Linked DNA regions of Mus musculus: all the other regions are linked to region 1. The links are chromatin contacts, called in public promoter capture Hi-C maps. All regions are on one chromosome and are shown on one strand. The core of a region is the stretch at or near the end of the contact, and the rest is flanking DNA. Distances in the headings are between cores, read along the strand shown.

Region 1 (4,208 bases), core at 875-3,374:
CTCTGGTCTTCACGATTTTCAAGGCAGGCACTTTACCTCCTCCCATCCCCCACCCATCTGACCTTTTTGTGGATTTTTATAAACTATCTAGTCAGGGTATTCAGTGTAATACAATCGTTGCTGGCATTGGTTAATTTGATTTCCAAACCATCCCAACTGTGTCTCAAGGAAGAGTCCCCTCAGATTGGCTTTTGATAAAACGTGTATCAGATGAATTTGCAGACAGAACCAATGAGATCCCCCGATGGAATGTGAGATGCTAAGGAGATAGGACAAGAAGAAAGAGCTCGTATTCAGCAGGACATAAATGAGGCCTGGCCACATACAGCTCTCTGTACATTTAGCTTTGCCAGATGTCCACAATAAGTCAAAAATAGTTTTGGATGGTTGGTGGCTTTTTTATGTTTCACATGATGTCAATTCAATGCTACTTCTGACATTGGACCTCCTACCCTCCCTCACACATGCAGGAATGTGGAGCCTGCGGGCCTGGGTGGAGAAATAACCCAGGGAGGCAGGCTACTGCTTGCTGGTAGTGTGTGCCTGTGTCTTATGTTCCAAGATGTTCACCCCCAGTAGTCAGATAAACAAGGTTTCTGTCTTTAAAGCTGCCCACACTGAAGCACTATGAATGTAAATCAGACATTGTATCAAAAGGGATATCTTGTTTTCTGTTTGTCACTCTGCTGGGGCCAACTTCACAGCTACCTGTCTATGTGACAGTGGGCACTGTGCCTATCTCTTCCCCTAACTGTCATCCTTTGGTTCCTAGGAGTGAATTGAGACCGTAGTGGAAAGTATAAACAGATGTTGATATCAGAAGGGACCAGGGCTGGGAAGATAGTGGCCTAAGATCTTGTAGCTTAAGAACCTGAGTTCTGTTCCAAGTTCAGGTAGAAGGCTTTTTGGCCAACCAATCTTGCCTAATTTGTGAGCTCCAGGCCAAAGAGATACCTTGTCTCAAATAACAAGCTGGGCCAAGGTGGGTGCTCTGAAGGGACAGCATCCTAGAGGCTGACAGCGCCTTGCAGGTCATGTGTGATACACGTGACCACGTGTGATACGAGTGAACCACAAGCACACACAACTAGATGGAAGAGAATCGTTAGAACCTAGAGAAAGCAGAGAGGTAGACTCTGCAAGGACGGAGTTGAAAGACCTAGTGTGACTGGGCAGCGGTGGTGGTGTACACTTTTAATTCCAGCACTGGGGAGGCAGAGGCAGGCAGATCTCTGATTCCAGACGAGCCTAGTCTCCAGACAACCAGATCTATACAGAGAAACCCTGCCTTGAAAAACAAAAACAAAACAAAACAAAACAAAACAAAAGAACCAAAACTAGTGTTTAAGGTATTTCCAGCTCTCTTGCTAGCTTGAAGTTTAATGCGGTGTGAACAGTCACCCACAAACACAGTTCACTACTGCGTTGTTTCCTGGAAAAGCAAGCTAGAAAAGAAACAATATGACCCAGAGAAACAGTTTGTCAAGGAATGAGAAGGGGGAAAAACCTTCAATAACCTACAATTAGGAAAAGACCGTAGGACCTGGGGTGTATTGGAGTACTGGGGGAAGGAGGTACCTTCTAGCCTTACCTCTTAGTCTCCCTAGCTGGTTAGAGGCCTCTCCGCTTTGATTTACAAGGCGGAGTAGACTGTGTAAAGCAGGGCCAAGCGAACACCCTCCTCACACTGCTCCAGCTGGTGACCAGAGGTTAAGCTAATATGTTTGCAGACAGTGATGGAGAGCTGGGTGCCAACGGCCCAGTTCAGAGGAATCCAAATATATGCGCCTTGAAACAATTCTACCCTCCATTACCTCGCTGCCTAGAAGCCTTTTAAAAGCAAAAGAAGTGAGTTGGGCAAGCCAAGCAGCTGAAATCTTAATAACCCAGAGCCAGCCTGAGCAGGGCCCTGTACTCTAGGAGTAAGGGGATTTGGGCGGGGGAAATGGGTGGATACTTGTAGGGCCTGGGGAGGCGGTGGAGCTGTCACGTAGGGCAGGACTGGGCTTGGGCTACGTTCCAAGTTGGATGAGTCACCCAGCAGGGTGGGAACAGGCCGGGGAGGGAGGGGATGTGGGGCGGCCTCGCGCTGGGAGGATGGGGCGGGTATAAAAGCCCCACCCAGCCCAGCCGGGCTGCTCCGCTTCAAGGGAGGCTCTCAGCGATACGTGCCCGGCCCAGGTAAGTGGGGCGCGGCCCGGTCGCCCGCTATGGCCTCGGGGTTGCGGTGCTGAACGGGGAGCGGGCAGGCTCCGGCGATGGGGACCCCGGGAGGCACGGAGAGGGACCCACTCCACCCGGTGATCTGCGAGGCCCTGCAACAGAGTTGCAAAGTGTCCCGCAAGTGACCGTGCTCTTTGCATGCCACTCTCCTGAGGGGTCGGGGCGCAGGGGTCGGGGCGTGCTTCCCCTTGAGGTTTCCTCGGAACGGGGAGACCCTTTGTGGGGCGGGGAGCCGAGGGGGCGGCATTCCAGACGTGCTAGATGTCAGGAGGGGGACTGGGTGTGGCCGCTGGGGGAGCCTCCGGCCCAGCAGTGAGAAGTCCCACTTCGCTTTCCGCACTGCGTTCTCTCACTCTGGACCGTAACTTCTGCAATTTCAGGTGAATTTCCTTGCAACTGAGGGACGTGCCTTTGTGGAGTCGGAGCAGGGTACCTGGGGGAGGTCCAGGGGGCACCAGAACCTCAAGTCTTGACTACTGGGTGCCCTTCTTTACAATCTCAACTCAGTCTTCGTCATGAACGCTAGATTGTCTGCTAGGTCAGCGACCTCAGACTTCATTTCTTCTGGGGAGTTTGTGGCTCGCTTAGAATGTGTGCAGAAGGAAGTGTCCCCGGGTGGTTGTAGGGAACGTTGCCTTGACTGTGCTGATGCCACCATGAATCAGTTGATAGGGTCTATAGAAAAGGGCGTGGTTCCTGGGCCTCAGGTTCCAAAGCTGGCGCGGAGGGCTGTGGTTGGAGAAGTTTCTTTATCTATGAAAGTGGTTTCCGAACTCTGCTGTTGATAGCGCCACTCACACTGAGTTATTGAAGGTTTCCGAAAACAAGTTCATTCAAAAATAGCTAAATAAAGCGTACTGAAACAGTGTCATGCAAATGTAAAAGCAAAGCAAAGGCAACAAAATAACTGTTACTTGAGACAGAGCCGTAATCTCAACACTCAGAAGACTGGAGCAGCAAGATCCCTTTTGAATCCGACCTGAGCTACATAGTAAGTGAGATTCCTGTAGGGGGAAAAACCCAACTACCAAAAAAAAAAAAAAAAAAAAAAAAAGAGAGAGAGAGAGAGAGAGAGAGAGAGAGAGAGAGAGAGAGAGAAAAGAAAAAAACCATGAGCTTATGATCACGATCAAGCTTATTGGTAATTGGTAGAGTACCGTAGTAGGTTGAACTTCATTCCCAGAACTTGAAAAAGCTATTCATGTGTGAACTATTATGCCATATTCAACTCCAGCCCTTAAAAGCAACCATAAACTCTTGGAATTCAAGATCCTCAGCCTGAAACACTCAGGAGTATAATTAGGTGGGTCTGCAACTTGGACTCGGGAAGCCACTTCCCTGCCCAACCCCAACAAAGCTATAGAATGTGTTTGGAATCCCAAGCTAGCACCAGAAAAAGATTAATTTGCAGTGTATCCGAGTTCTGGCTAAAGGCAGGGGAGCAGAATGCAAACTGGGGAGGGTGAGGGGTGATCTGTGGGTAGGAAGAATAAATCACTGATGTGGGGCTCAATTTTTTTCTCCCTTAGTTCTAAAGATAGTCTTGATCAAATCATAAATCCTATCAATTGGAAACCCTTCTCCCGTTTCTGTTTCCTGCATTCCTCCCACTGTCTTGCAGCCTGTGTCCCTTGACCTGTTAGGTTGGCTTTGGAGACTTGCAGTCCCACCCACTTCCTGCTCCTTTCAGAGTATGAAGCACTCTGGATCTGAGTCAGGGAACTTGGAGCCAGCAGAGGAGACCAGGGCAGAGAGATCCCTGTCCTCTTCCGCTCTCCGAAGCACACAGCTGATCTGAAGTCCAAGGGTTTCTCCAGAAGCACCCATCAGGTCTGCTGCAGCAGGGCAACCCACTAGGTGCATCTCTCGGTTGAGGGTTTCCTGTTCGGTGTGTTAGAGGTTCAGGAAGTTTGACTAACTAGCCAGGCAGCACTTGAGGCTTTGACAGAGGCCTTGGACTGGTGCCTCAATGTTTCACATCCTGT
Region 2 (4,208 bases), core at 607-3,106, 970 kb after region 1:
ATCTAAAAATGCTATTTGAAATATCACTCTCCATTAGGCAAACACCCACTGCCTTACCAATAAAACAAAGATCTTTTTACTGATCTTATAAATTGTTTTGCATATTCAAGCAGTTTTCAAGCGACACCAAAGCCTCCCACCTAAATGATTACTTCTTATAAGTAACCTGCGTCTGCTGTTAAGAGATCCCTGTCGGTTCTCTTAGAAACTTCCATTCACACAGTATAGCTGCAATGATAAAGAGCTTTGATACCAATAGTTAATGATAGCCCAGCTGTTTAAAACTCCATGTTTCAGACTTCACACCAGCTTGGGTTATAACGCCAACCAAAGAATAAGAAATAGCACTTCCAAGGAAAGCCCTTCAGAAACAGCTTCCTATAGCATAGACTCAAATTAAGGACATTCCCAATGACAACAGGATGGGGAAGTCATTTTACCTCTCAAGTATTGGGAGAGTCAGACTTGAATGAAAACGAAAAAAAAAAAAAATAGTGTTACTTGAAATTAATTGCCTTCATCTTGAATACAGTTAAGAAACAAGGCTTGCTATTCATACCCCAAAGTTTACAGTGTGGTACAATAACAAGTATTCCATGAGAAAAAAATATTTAACTTTCTGAGTGTTGGGGGAGGGGGGGAACTAATCCTACAAAACAAACAAAAAAACCTCTCCAAAGGTTGGGGTTTTTTTGTTTTTTTTTAAGATGACCTGTGTAGGATAGACCAGATAAACTGTACCCCATCCCTACACAAGACTTTAACTGTTAAATAATTTGAAAGAACAAATTAGACAAAAATTAACTTGTTAGTGGCAGTTAGAGCTACAAGACATGAACCCTGACTGTATGTTCCTCATTGTTTAGGATTCTGATCCCCAAATCTAAGCTGTTCGGTCTTTACTGCTAGCTTCCCACGGCTAAATTCAAAATGAGTTTGAAAGTTCAATTTCTTATGAGTTAAAGCCTGGTAATGAGGGGTACCCCTGAATTCACTGGGAAGAGGAATTGGAGGCTTTTAACTAGCCAGGACAATGGCAGCAGCTGTGTCGGGGGCCCTCTTGTTTTCAACTAAAGTAGACCGACCCTAGTACAATTAAAGCCTAAAAGTCAGTAATACTTTCATTCTCAAAAAGGTAATTAAAGGAATTTGGCCTTTTGCCCAACTGTCTGCCATCCTAGGATCCAAGTTTTGTACGTTTCCTCTTACACTTGGGTGTTTTTGTTTTTTGTTTTTTGCTTTTTTCGAGACAGGGTTTCTTTGAATAGCCCTGGCTGTCCTGGAACTCACTCTGTAGACCAGGCTGGCCTCGAACTCAGAAATCCGCCTGCCTCTGCCTCCCAAGTGCTGGGATTAAAGGCGTGCACCACCACCGCCCAGCACTTAGGTGGGTATTTGTTTTCATTTTGTTATTTCTGTTTTTTTTTTTTTTTAAGAGGACAAAACCACACTTTAATGACCTTGGCCAGGAAGGCAGTATGAAGACGCGAATGGGAAGCTCACACGAAGCAAACTGAAAAATGTGAAAAGTAGAGAAATGGCACTGGGCGGCTTCCCGGTTCCTCCCGGTCCTCATCCCCAGCGCAGCACAGCCCTGAGTGGTAACAGGAATGAAGACCCCAGGCCGGGCCTCTGGACCGCTTTAGCTCTGCCAGGGCCTCTCCGGCAGCCTCCCGGGCTACCCGGCAGGACAGGGCACCGTAGCCCCGGCGCACTCACCGTCGGGCGTCGGAGCAGCGCCATGAGGGCCGCCCTGGCAAGTGCGGACGAGGCACAGCCACTCCGGTCTGCGACACCGTTGGGAGGGTCAGGGCCCCGCCGCTCCGCGTCCACCGCCCGGTCCGCGATTCAAATACCGCGCCGCTGACGCACTATTGGGTAGACGCACGCAGGGCGCGCGCAACCCATTGGCTAGACTGGAAGGCCTTTCTGCACGTTGATTGGCTGGCTTGTATTTGCTTGTCATAGCAACCAGCGAGGCCACCAGGCTTTGTTGTTTCCTTGTCTACAGTCTTATTTTCAAATTCTAGTCCCTGATATTAAATAAAATAATTTTTCCTCCTACTGGAAAAGATTGTCTTAATTTTAGGGGTAGGAGTGGGGAGCCATCACCTAAGGACATATGTCTTTAAAAGTTTGTTCTGGGTTAGGTAGAAGTGGGTTCCAGAGAACTTCCTGGAAATGCTACTTCTGACCTTACTTCCTCTTCCGGAAACGTCTACCTGGGAATTTGGATTGGAATGGTCTGGCAAATGAAGCCATCGTCTCCAGGTCGTTCAGGGCTACAAGATGATTGTGACTCGGATGTGTACTGTATGTGGTCTTCCTAAAACAGATCCCCAGCAGAGTCATAATTCAAACTAGACGTGATTTGTGTGACTTCCAGCACAATACAGTAGAACTCAGAAACTATTTGTCAAATGACGGTGTGATGTGCACAAGATTTCAAAAGAAAAATAATGAGTATCCCAAGTTGTGAACAGTGAGAGACAAGACAGAAAACAAAAACAAAAACAAAAAACAAAACCAGAATATTACCCTGGGGAAAAGACTAGGTAACAACACAGAAAATGGTGCAGTGCCAGCAGAACGACTTGAGATCAGGCTACCCCATCAGTCTTGTTCAAGTCCCTTCTATTGGGAAATAATAAATGCTCCCTCCCCCTTCGCCCAAATCTGACATTTCCAATCTGAGTCTAAAGGAAGAACCAGTGTTGTCCAACACTCCCACCTGAAAAGACAAGGTGGCAGTACTACCCCTCGACCTAAATTACACATGGATATTGGAAACCAAAGGAGCAGAAATAACTATTTATATCCCATTAAGTTCTCTCAAGTACCTGCTAAAGGAAATGAAAGTTCTGTGGCTGCTGACTCTTGGTCCATCATCCTTACAATCACAGAGGTTACGCATAGCTTTCTCTTTCTTGGGAAGCTTTGGTTTGGATTGGGGAAGAAAATGTGCTCTGCAGTTTGTACTATTAGCACATGCTTGTAATAATTCCAGTTACTTGGGAGGCTAAGGCAGGAGGATTTTTTTTTTTCCTGAGACAGGGTTTCTTTGTATAGCCCTGGCAGTCCTGGAACTCACTCTGTAGACCAGGCTGGCCTTGAACTCAGAAATGGCAGGAGGACCTCTTAAACTCATGATTTCAGCACCAATTTGGCAACTCAGACCTATTCTCTAACTGAACTTTAACTTTAACAAAGCCATTGGCTGTACTTCAGGTTACTGTGGTGAATGGACTTCACAACATGGTCGCATGTGTTCTAGGCCGGTTTACAGCTTTCTATGTAGTTGAGGATGACCTTGAATTTTTTTTTAATACTTTAAAAAAAGATTTATTTATTTTATGTAATATGAGTACTGTCATCAGACACACCAGACAGACATTAGATTCCATTACAAATGATTGTAAGCCACCAGGTGGTTGCTGGGAATTGAACTGAGGACCTCTGGAAAAGGAATCAGTGCTCTTAACCCCTGAGCCATCTCTCCAGCCCGACCTTGAATTTCTAATCCTCCTGCCTCTACCTCCTGAGTGGGATTACAAGCTGCACTACAACTAGTATATTGCACTGTCAGAACCCAGGGCTTCCTGAGGCCAAGGGAGTCTACCATGAGCTGCATGGCTAGCCCCTGTGCTGAATCTAAAATGGCCAAATTGTATTGGTTTGGGATTCTTCTTCCATGCCCACTCATTTTAGCTACCCTTGATAGTCTCTAAGGTGGCCTAGCAGTCCCTGGATCACTGACCCACTGTGTAAAGTCTAGCTATCCCTTGCTAAATAGATGACAGTGAAAAGACCCAGTGAACCATCAGCTGTTCTCACCATGCAATTGAAAGTGTCAGACGTCTAAATCAAGCATGCTAGACAGACTATTCCAGTAGCACTCCCAAGCTGAATGTAGCCACAGGAAGACCACAGTGAAAGATGAGCTAGATTCCATTAGCATTACCCAAATTGAGCATCTGTGAGCAAATAAAAGTACTTGAAACCAAGTTTTGTGGTGGTTGTCACAAAACACTGACACATTGAGGGCACTTCTGTGACCTACAGTAAGTCTTTCATTGCTGGTTAGTATGTTTTTGTCTTCTCATGGGGCCACAAAATACTATAGTGGTTGGGATATGTGATCCCTTTAACAATCTGAATTCTCAATGGTGTCTTGGTACATGCTTTCAATGGAAAAGTGGAGTGCATTT
Region 3 (4,208 bases), core at 946-3,445, 630 kb before region 1:
GTGAATTGTGAGGACTTAAGTTTAGAACCCCAGCGCCCACCCATGTAAAAAAGCCCTACAAGAAGGCACATCTGAAAGCCCAATATCTGGCAGGTTGAGCGTCTTAGGGTTTCATGGCTGTGAAGAGACACCATGACCAGCACAATTCTTATAAAGGAAAGCATTTAATCGGGGCTGGCTTCAAGTTTCAGAGATTTAGCCCATGGCAGGAAGCATGGTGGCGTGCAGGCAGACAAGGTGGTGGAGAAGGAACTGTAGAGTTCTACATCTCTCAGGCAGCAGGAAGAGAATGTTTCACTGGGCATAGCTTGAATATCTGAGATCTCAAACCTGCCCCCTCTTCTTCCAACAAGACCACACCTCCTAATAGTGGCATTCCCTATGGGCCATGGGGACCATTTTTACTCAAATCACCCCTGTGCAATTGGTAGATACCTAGAGCTCATGTTAAGCCATCCTAGCTGAAGCAACAAGTTCTAGGTTCAGTGGGATAACCTGGCTCAAAAAGTGAGGTGGAAAGAATTGAGGGTGACAGTTGACATTGACCTCCGACCTCCACCTGCACACAGGAGAGCCCATCCCTTTTACAGGCATACACACAGGAGAAAAAAAATATATATATTCACACACACATCCCCATAGAAAATAAAATCAGGCAAAAATAGTTTAAAGAATGTGAATACAGAGCTAGGCAGATATCTCAGCTGGCAAGCTGCTTCCTATGCAAGCACAATAACCCGAGTTCAGTCCTTAAAAATCTACCTGAAAGCCAGACATGGTGATGCACACCTGTAATCCAAGAGGAGGTGTAGACAGGTAGATTTCTGCGATTCACTAATTAGATAGTTTGCCTGGTGAGTTCCAGGCTAATGAGAGACCCTGTCTAAAAGTAAAAGTGGAGGCTTCATGAGGAGTGATTTCCAGAGATCCTGTCTTGTTACACACACACACACTTACCCATATATACACACTCATACACACATACCCAAACACCCATACACACACCCATACACATACCCATACACACACAAACACCCATATACCCGTACCCATACCTATACACACACCCAACACACACATACACCCCCCCCCCACACACACACACCTGACACATAAGCTACTTGACGGTTCCAGCCTAGCACTGGTGTCCATTCTTAATGCGTTCATTTTCTAGCTTCTTATTTTCTCCATTAGTTTTATTTTAAACCTAACTTTTTTTTTTTTTCATTTAAATGAACTGAAAACTAACGGCTCCATGTGGTGGGTTTGTTTCTTCCAAGGAGCAGGGGTTTCCAAGGTGGTGTGTTTAATGAAAATCTACTTCAATAGCAGCAGTTACCTTGAACAAACAGGAACTGCAGCCTCCTGTGAAGGAATCTCACCTGTCAGGAGACATTAATCAGCCTGTGAGGAGTGGAGGCTAGGCGCTGTGGTTAATTATTTAAAACTAGTTTCCTCTGAAAACATTTCTCAGACCATGCTGGCTGCTTTTGTTACGTATGGACATCGGCAGTGACAGTTTGTGCTTTTGCTGAGGTGGTTCTAAAAATACAGGAGAGGAATGTGGGTATATGATCAAAGTTCAGGGGCATTGTGATTTTTCTGCCTGTAGGTTTTGTGGAAAACAGTTGCTTGGAAAATTCAGATGAAGGTGTGTGTGTGTGTGTGTGTGTGTGTGTGTGTGTAGACATGGATCTACATGGATATAAGAGTGTGACCCCTTGGCATGCATTTGTGAAGGGCAGAAGTCAAAGTGAGGTATTTTTCTCAATAGATTTCCACCTTGTGTTTTGGGATGGGGTCTCTCACAGAATTTGAAGCTTATGGATTCAGCTAGACTGGGCAGCCAGTGAGCTCCAGGGATCTGTCTGCTTCCCCTCCCCCTGCCCACCAGCAGTATGGTTATCAACCCATGTCACCATACTTGACAGTTCTATTTGGTTGCTGCCAATCCAAACTCAGGTTCTGATAGTTTTGCAGCAAAGAATGTGACCAATTCAGCCATCTCTAAGGCTTCCAGGTGAACCTTTTGAGACGCCTTGTTCTTTCTGTGGTTGAGTTTATATAGTGGATCTAAACTGGGCCCGGGATCCAAGCTCAACACTGGGAACACCTTGACTAGCCAACCTCTGCAAGGTGTGGCCAGTTTGCTGGCAAGGCAAGCAAGCATGGCCAGTGTGTTTACTTTGGAAGGATTGATTTTCTGCTACACAGGCAAGGTGCTCTGTAAATATTAGCCATGGAAGGAATACCAGTCCTCACACTGGCCCTGGTCACTTAGTAAAGCCCTGCACATTTACCTCATAAACTACTGAGACGAAAGGAGCTCATGAGAACTGACCCTCAAACCACACTGATGTCAAAGTTCCCTAGAGAAAGGGTGGATTCAAACTCCCAGTTCAGAAGCAACTGAAGGAGATGGTCAGGCAGTATTGTTAGCCATTTTACACACTAGACAGTCACTCTACCATTAAAGCATTCACCCTAGCCCTCTGGTTGTCTGTTTTCTGTCTTTGATACTAAGTTGTGCAGGCTGGTCTTGAACTTCAGACCCATCTACCTCAGCCTCTGGAGAAGGTAGGATGACGCAACTGCTTTCGATGTGCCTGGCTGGGTTGTGAGCTCCAAGCCTGACCCTTACCCTTCTCATTGCCCCCCCACCCCGGTCTCCAACTCTCTAAGAGAAGACATCAGATCTGCTTGCTTCTTAGGATGATGCCTGGCGTCTGTGCTAATGCACGTTGCTGTGCATCTGGGAGAACCCTTGTGTGGAAAACAGGAGCTCTTAGCAAAAATCTTCCCTCCGTGCCCTTTTCTCTTCTCAAACATAGCCTGGGCAAGTATAAGAGCGGCCACTGAGGATGAAGATGCTGATGGCCTCTAACCACCGGCCTCTGCAGGTCTCCCTCCCATCTTCATCCTCAGTCTAAATTCTTGAGACAAAGTACAGTTTTCCAATCCTACCCTCCCCCCCCCCAACCAGCAGCTTTGGGATAAAAACGAAATGGGGTCTACTTGATTTTGAAAAGTTTCCATTTAAAGAAAAGGACAGATTCAGCTTTGCTGAAAATGACCGAAATAAAATGTCTCCGACTCTGCTTTTCACAAGGACTGAATTTTTCTAAAGGAAACCATCCCTAAGAAAATGCCACAACACATATATTCCGCTAAAGGAACAATTGCTAAGGGGACAAATGAAGTCTAAGTCGCCTTCATTCTACTGGCAACAAAAATAACTGTCAGCTGTGTTGTCTGTCTGTGGCTCCTTTGCAAAGAAAGAAGAATTTGGTTTTCAGGAGACGTTATGGAAGACTGTGTGTGCATCCCTGGCTTTGAGGCTGACGCTCTGCCTCTTTCTTGGGTCTCTGATTTTTCCTGGGTACCAGGTCCACAGCCAAAGGTGACCAAAACATCATGAGAGTTGTCACTGAATCACGCATGAGTGAACCATCAGAGCCACATGGTGGCTATACAGAGCTGCACATGGCTTTCCCCCTGAGCTTCTTCCACACTGGAGGGGTTACCTGGGCTAGGCCTAATTATATCTGAATGGGTTGGGGTGGGAGAAGAGAATCTAGAGTCTGTAGTCAGCATGAATCACTAGGTCACTATCCAGCCTCACGGGGAGGAGAACCAAAGCCAGATTTTTGTATTAAAAAAAATGTTTTTGCAGCTGACAGCTGTATGTGAACAGTGAGAGTTCTTTGCAGTGAACATCTTAAAATATGGGAATCAAGATTATTGGTTTTGGGTGGAAACCAAGTGGTTTGGAACTACAGGATTGGTTGTTACAAGGGCAAAAGTGGGAGGGGTGGATTTGGCTGAAACTTTGAGCATAGAAAGAACGTAATGATTGTGAAATGAGGAGCCTTTCCCTGCTTAGGGGACTATTTATACAATCCCCTACAGCTTAGGCCCAGAGGCACTTGTAGGACATTAGGGTGATGATGTCCCTTCCATCGCTACAGGGAAGAAGAATGTGGAATGTTGCTTCCGCAATCCTCAAGCCGGCCCCCAGTTATGTGGGTGGGGTAGAGGCTGGAGGCTTTGGCAAACAGCACCACCTTGATTTGCTCTTGTTCTATGGATACCCTGGAGAAAGTCAGTCAAAAAGATTATGGAAGGGCTGGGGAGGTGTCACAGCCAGGAAGGTGCTTGTTTAACAAGTTTGGGGTCCTGAGTTTACACCCTGAGGATTCATGCCAAAA

What was found. Promoter capture Hi-C pulls out the DNA fragments that hold promoters and counts their contacts. Capture Hi-C pulls out chosen DNA fragments and counts their contacts.
Region 2: a promoter capture Hi-C map of adipose tissue shows a contact between it and region 1. The contact joins the promoter of Ccnb2 here to the promoter of Anxa2 in region 1. A contact is called at or near these places in 1 of 39 promoter capture datasets (hippocampal neurons), 1 of 115 datasets of contacts at active chromatin or transcription factors (pancreatic cancer cells) and 1 of 9 other capture datasets (adipose tissue).
Region 3: a promoter capture Hi-C map of liver shows a contact between it and region 1, with 6 times the contacts expected there. The contact joins the enhancer-like site here to the promoter of Anxa2 in region 1. A contact is called at or near these places in 2 of 39 promoter capture datasets (both in liver), 1 of 484 Hi-C or Micro-C datasets (uterus) and 1 of 115 datasets of contacts at active chromatin or transcription factors (thymic regulatory T cells).

Annotation. Positions count from the first base shown.
Region 1 is chr9:69,451,559-69,455,766 of GRCm38.p6, forward strand. It overlaps Anxa2 (annexin A2), which reads left to right and starts at 2,125. Exons shown (of 13, transcript NM_007585.3): 1 at 2,125-2,181.
Region 2 is chr9:70,419,698-70,423,905 of GRCm38.p6, forward strand. Ccnb2 (cyclin B2) reads right to left here and starts at 1,857. Exons shown (of 9, transcript NM_007630.2): 1 at 1,720-1,857. The coding sequence starts at 1,743.
Region 3 is chr9:68,823,871-68,828,078 of GRCm38.p6, forward strand. The region is part of intron 1 of Rora (RAR-related orphan receptor alpha); the gene reads left to right. Gm31262 (a long non-coding RNA gene) reads left to right here. Exons shown (of 2, transcript XR_379583.4): 1 at 1-4,208. Among named protein-coding and RNA genes, the nearest start is that of Gm31262, 2.6 kb to the left of the region's middle. Within about 2 kb of position 2,196, at least 23 of the 459 cell types and tissues checked have an H3K27ac peak or open chromatin away from gene starts, as enhancers often do. A contact at or near this core is called in liver, where this site is marked.